Regions from separate parts of the Mus musculus genome. Here region 1 is linked to region 2. Evidence: chromatin contacts called from public HiChIP or PLAC-seq data. All regions are on one chromosome and are shown on one strand. The core of a region is the stretch at or near the end of the contact, and the rest is flanking DNA. Distances in the headings are between cores, read along the strand shown.

What was found. HiChIP or PLAC-seq counts read pairs in DNA pulled down with a chosen protein or histone mark.
Region 1: an H3K27ac HiChIP or PLAC-seq map of microglia shows a contact between it and region 2, with 4 times the contacts expected there. The contact joins two enhancer-like sites. A contact is called at or near these places in 2 of 39 promoter capture datasets (both in embryonic stem cells), 2 of 484 Hi-C or Micro-C datasets (cranial neural crest and nephron progenitors), 2 of 115 datasets of contacts at active chromatin or transcription factors (embryonic stem cells and microglia) and 2 of 9 other capture datasets (adipose tissue and pancreatic islet).

The regions. Positions count from the first base shown.
Region 1 is chr3:95,528,618-95,531,317 of GRCm38.p6, forward strand. It overlaps Ctss (cathepsin S), which reads left to right. Exons shown (of 8, transcript NM_021281.3): 2 at 820-943. It also overlaps the pseudogene Hmgb1-ps5. Among named protein-coding and RNA genes, the nearest start is that of Ctss, 3.2 kb to the left of the region's middle. Within about 2 kb of position 1,409, at least 40 of the 459 cell types and tissues checked have an H3K27ac peak or open chromatin away from gene starts, as enhancers often do. A contact at or near this core is called in adipose tissue and microglia, where this site is marked.
Region 2 is chr3:95,457,875-95,460,574 of GRCm38.p6, forward strand. Arnt (aryl hydrocarbon receptor nuclear translocator) reads left to right here. Exons shown (of 22, transcript NM_001037737.2): 4 at 2,503-2,547. Among named protein-coding and RNA genes, the nearest start is that of Arnt, 25 kb to the left of the region's middle. Within about 2 kb of position 1,432, at least 24 of the 459 cell types and tissues checked have an H3K27ac peak or open chromatin away from gene starts, as enhancers often do. A contact at or near this core is called in adipose tissue and microglia, where this site is marked.

The sequences.
Region 1 (2,700 bases), core at 159-2,658, 71 kb after region 2:
AGTTTTATGTGCATGGGTGTTTTGCCAGTGTGTGTGTGTGTGTGTGTGTGTGTGTGTGTGTGTGTGCACCAAATACATGCAGTGCCCATGGAAACTAGGAGAGAGAGTAACAACTTTCTCTGGAACCAAAGCCACAGAAAGTTGGTGGCTGCAGTATGAGGTCTGAGACTCCAACCCAGGTCCTCTGGAAGAGCAGCCTCTTAACCACTGAGCCATCTCTCCAGCCCCACTTGGAAATTTTCTGGAAATTATTATTATTATTATTATTATTATTATTATTATTATTATTATTATTATTATTATTATTTCAGATAGCATCTGTCTACATAGCCCTAGCTGTTGTCCTGGAACTCACTATGTAGACCAGGCTAGCCCGTGAACTCTCAGAGATCCACCTGCCTCCTGAGTTCTGGGATTAAAAGCATATGCTATTGCCCAGCTGAAGAGCCCTTCTTAAAGTATTAAAAGTACTACTATAGTATTTTAGACATGATTCCCTCTTCATCCTGGACATTCCAGGAAGTTACCTGTATCACTAACTTACAGGGCTCTGTTCCTTTCTTTTGAGAAGACTTTTGAGGACCCATGGCAACATCCATGGTAGTAGTGCACACCTGTACCTGTAATCTCAGCATTTGGGATTTGGAGTCAGGCAGATTGCTACAAGTTCAAGGGTAGCCTGGGCTGTGTGGTGAGGTCCAGAACAGCCTGGGCTACAGAGCGACATATCTTTATAAATACAAACAAACAAAAGAGAACTATGGATCAAAATACACACAGATAATGGTTATGCTTCTTCTGTGTCCTTCCTTTAAGCAGAAGATGGCTGTTTTGGATGCCCCTGGTGTGCTCTGTGGCAATGGAGCAACTGCAGAGAGACCCTACCCTGGACTACCATTGGGATCTCTGGAAGAAAACCCATGAGAAAGAATACAAGGATAAGGTAGATGATTGCCACCCGAGCAGTGTGCTTTTGCTCAGCGCCCTGTTTTCCCCATCCCCAGATGACATTTGAAAAAGTGGTATTTTCTAGATGTATTGTGTACTTATTTCTGGCCAGATATTGCTTTGAGTAGAAACAAGGCACATTCTTGTTGCTATGGAGCTCATGTTACCGTGACAGTGTTACAGTGCTGATGGTGATGGACAATGAGAACAGATAAAGCAAGACATGGGTGATGTGGTGACCTGGAAGACAGTGGTGATGCATCCTACCAAGGATGCGGTGGGAGGGCGAAGGAAAGGCCAGCAAATAAGGCAACATTAGAGCCGAGGACTGATAGAAAGGGCAATAAACAAAATGGGTGGAAGGGAGGGACCGTCCTGGGCCAAGAAACACATTCAGGACTGAGGAAAGACCACATTAGGCACATTTGAGGAACAGAAACCCTTGGCTGTGGAAGAGGCATAGTGGGTAAAGTACTGGCCATAGATACGAGGAACTGAGCTCAGGCCTCTGACGCCCATGTGGGTACAGTAGCATGTCTTCCTAACTTAAGGTGGAGAAACCATGTGAGCCATCCAGCCTGGCACATGCAGGGCCAGAGATTGCATTTCAAAGTGTGGAAGGGAGTTCCACCTAAACACTGCTCACATCAGTATTCACACTAATTCACATACACACACGAGCACACACATGCACACCAGAGAGAGAAATAAAAATAGACATTTAAAAAATGTTATGTGGACACAGCCATTGCAGTACATTGAGCTCCATAGAGACAGCGCCGGGGCAAGTGCGAGCCGGACGGGCACTGGGTGACTCTGTGCCTCGCGGAGGAAAATCAAGTAAACATGGGCAAAGGAGATCCTAAGAAGCCGAGAAGCAAAATGTCCTCATATGCATTCTTTGTGCAAACTTGCCGGGAGGAGCACAAGAAAAAGCACCCGGATGCTTCTGTCAACTTCTCAGAGTTCTCCAAGAAGTGCTCAGAGAGGTGGAAGACCATGTCTGCTAAAGAAAAGGGGAAATTTGAAGACATGGCAAAGGCTGACAAGGCTCGTTATGAAAGAGAAATGAAAACCTACATCCCCCCAAAGGGGAGACCAAAAAGAAGTTCAAGGACCCCAATGCACCCAAGAGGCCTCCTTCAGCCTTCTTCTTGTTCTGTTCTGAGTACCACCCCAAAATCAAAGGCGAGCATCCTGGCTTATCCATTGGTGATGTTGCAAAGAAACTAGGAGAGATGTGGAACAACACTGCAGCAGATGACAAGCAGCCCTATGAGAAGAAAGCTGCCAAGCTGAAGGAGAAGTATGAGAAGGATATTGCTGCCTACAGAGCTAAAGGAAAACCTGATGCATCGAAAAAGGGGGTGGTCAAGGCTGAGAGAGCAAGAAAAAGAAGGAAGAGGAAGATGAGGAGGAGGAGGAAGAGGAGGAAGAAGAGGAGGAAGATGAAGAAGAAGAAGAAGATGATGATGAATAAGTTGGTTCTAGGGCAGTTTTTTTTTTCTTGTCTATAAAGCATTTAACCCCCCTGTACACAACTCACTCCTTTTAAAGAAAAAATTTGAAAAAAAAAATGTTATGTGGATGAGTGTTTTACCTTCATGTATGTCTGTGTGCCATGTGTGCAGTACCTTCTAATGACAGAAGAGGGTGTCAGATCCCCTGGAACTGGACTGACAGCTGAGCTGTCAAGTGGGTGCTGGGAGTCAAACCTGAATCCTCTGTAAGAGCAACCAGGGCTCTTACCTT
Region 2 (2,700 bases), core at 182-2,681:
TGACGTGGTGAAAAGGAAGTGAAATGGGATGTTAGCTAGAGAGGCTTCCTAGAAAAGGAAAGGGAAGTACAAAGACCGGAAGCAAGACGGGAAGAATGTAGCTGCTGTTGGGAACACAGAGTCCTTGCTTGTAGGCCACAGTTAGGAGGGAAGTAGGAATCCCCAGAAGGCAGTAGCCAGGAGCTTTACCATCTTGGAGAACCTTTCTCAGAGGAAGAGTTAGGGAGTAGTCTTGTTTCAATTTAATGCTTTTGTTTGTTTGTTTTACACCAAACATAGATTACTTTCAAAGTTGGTAAAAGCAAATTTAAAAATGAAAGGGGGAAAAATGCCAAAAGACATGGAGAGGCATTTCTCCAAAGAAAAGATACAAATGGCCAAGAAGCATGTGAAAGGTTGACATTAGTAATCATTCAGAGATATTTAGGAGGTATACAAGTCAAAGATAACATTTATATCCAATCCAGAGACCACTATCAAAACCAAAACAAAATCGGAGCTAAGTCTGGAGACTGATACCCACCAGCCTCCCATGGGTAGAGGGAACCCAGGGCTGCACAGGGAGCTCCTGTCTCAAAAAGACACAAGTAACCCCCCAGAAAATAACAAAATTGCTAGAGAAGTGGAGGAATCGGAACAGTTATACACTGTGATATTGTAAAATGGTACAGTCACAATGGAAGAGAATATGGTGCCACTTTACAAGTTACAGCTCAGGGTCACTTGCCTCACAAGCTTAAAAGATTCGATTGCTCATACTAAAACTTTGTATATTAGCTTTTTTCTGAAGACTTTAGAAATTTTTATTTTTATATGTGTGTTTTGCCTACATATGTATCTTGCACAGTATGTGTGCCTGGTTCCTAGACCTGGAGTTACAGACAATTGTAAGCTGCCAGGTGGGTTCTGAGAACTGAACATGGGCTCTCTGCATGAACAACAAGTGCTTGTAATCATTGAGCTCTCTCTCTAGCCCCTAAATGAATTAGTTTTGAGCTAGGTATGATGGCACATACATATAATCCCAACACTTGAGGCTTATGTAAAAGGATCGCTGTGAATTCAAGTCTGAGCTGCTCTCAATAATTACACACAGAGACCTAACGCATAGAGTGCTTTTGAGGTGACTGATCTCGGAACCCACACTGTGAAAGGATAGAGTTGTTCTTGAAAGTTGTTCTCCACCTCCATATCTGCCCTGTGGCTGCAAACACAAGTTTGGTTTTGATGGCCTGAAACTTGCTGTCTAGACCATGCCGACCTCCAACTTGAACTGATCCTCTTTGAACTTGCATTCTGCATGCAGGGGTTCAGTTGTGCACAATTTATATTTTCATACATATATATAAGGCATTGTATACCCCACCCCTCACCCTGGGACATCCTCTTCTCGATAGTCCCCTTCCTTTTCCCAACTAGTTCCTCTTCTACTTTCGTGACCTTTTTTTTTTTTTCTTTTTCTTTTGGAGTGGGATGTTTCATTAGGGTTGCTTACCAGTAGTATGTGTGAGTGATTACACTTTCCTCGGGGCTACAACAATGAAGAAAAGCTCTCCCAGCAACTAACTGCTTATAGATCCTCAAGGGGGTTTGTGGCTTTGTGAACTCCTCCCCCCTTCTATGCTAGGATGTTGTGTAGTTTTTGTAGTCACAGCTGTTGTGAATTCAAGTATGCATTGCTCATGTCATTTCAGAAGGCAGTGTTCCACAACAGTCTGCCCTTTCTCTTAACTCAGAGTGTTAACTCTTATGCAATGGTCCCTGACCCTTGGAGGCTTTGGCTATCTCTTTCCCATCCCCCATTCCTTGTGGAGTGTTGCTGTGTTGCTCAGACCAGCCTCCTACACCTGGCTCAAATGTTCTTTTCTCTCAGCTGCCTAAGTAGGCCTAAAGAACTGCAGGCACATGCTACCACACCCAGCTTAAAGCAGGGTCAAAATATGGGTATTAGATGAATACCCATATTTATGATCCTGTTTTTCACAGAAGAATGAAAACATGAAAAATATACCCACACGCTGTTCTATTGGTTTTTTGATTTTTGTTTTTGTTTTTGTTTTTTTAAAGCTACAATTAAAAAACAAACAAACTGAGTCAGGCTTAGTGATTGACACCTGTAATAAGCAATTGGGAGGCAGAGGCAAAGGGTCTGTAAGTTGAGAGTGAATGCCAGACTAGCCAGTGCTACATAGCTGTCCCCATCTCAAAAAAACACCCCCCCCCCGGAAAAAAACCAAACAAAAACCCCAAATATATTCCCAACTTTAGAGAAATCACAAGACATTTCATGTTTTCATCATACCATCTTTCTGTGTGTGGTCACTGAGACATGATAGTCATCGGCTCTCAGTGTTCTCTCAGATGCTATTAGTGTCTGCTGCTTTGTGGTGCTGGTCCATTATCTTTCCCTGTTGAGTAGTTTTATTTATTTCTAGTTTTTATTTCAGAGCGGAGTAGATATAAGTACAAGGGTTTGAATTAATCCCTGCCCTTTCTTTTCAGATGCGATGATGACCAGATGTGTAATGACAAAGAGCGGTTTGCCAGGTAATGTACTAGAATTCTTGTCCTGGTTATGGGATCAAGCAGTCTAAATGTTGGATTTAAATTTTATCTAGGTGAGAGTGAATTTCTCTGGTTAGTCTCCTCCTCTTCTGAAGTTTGAAACAGCCTGGAATTTATGCATGCTCATTGACTTGA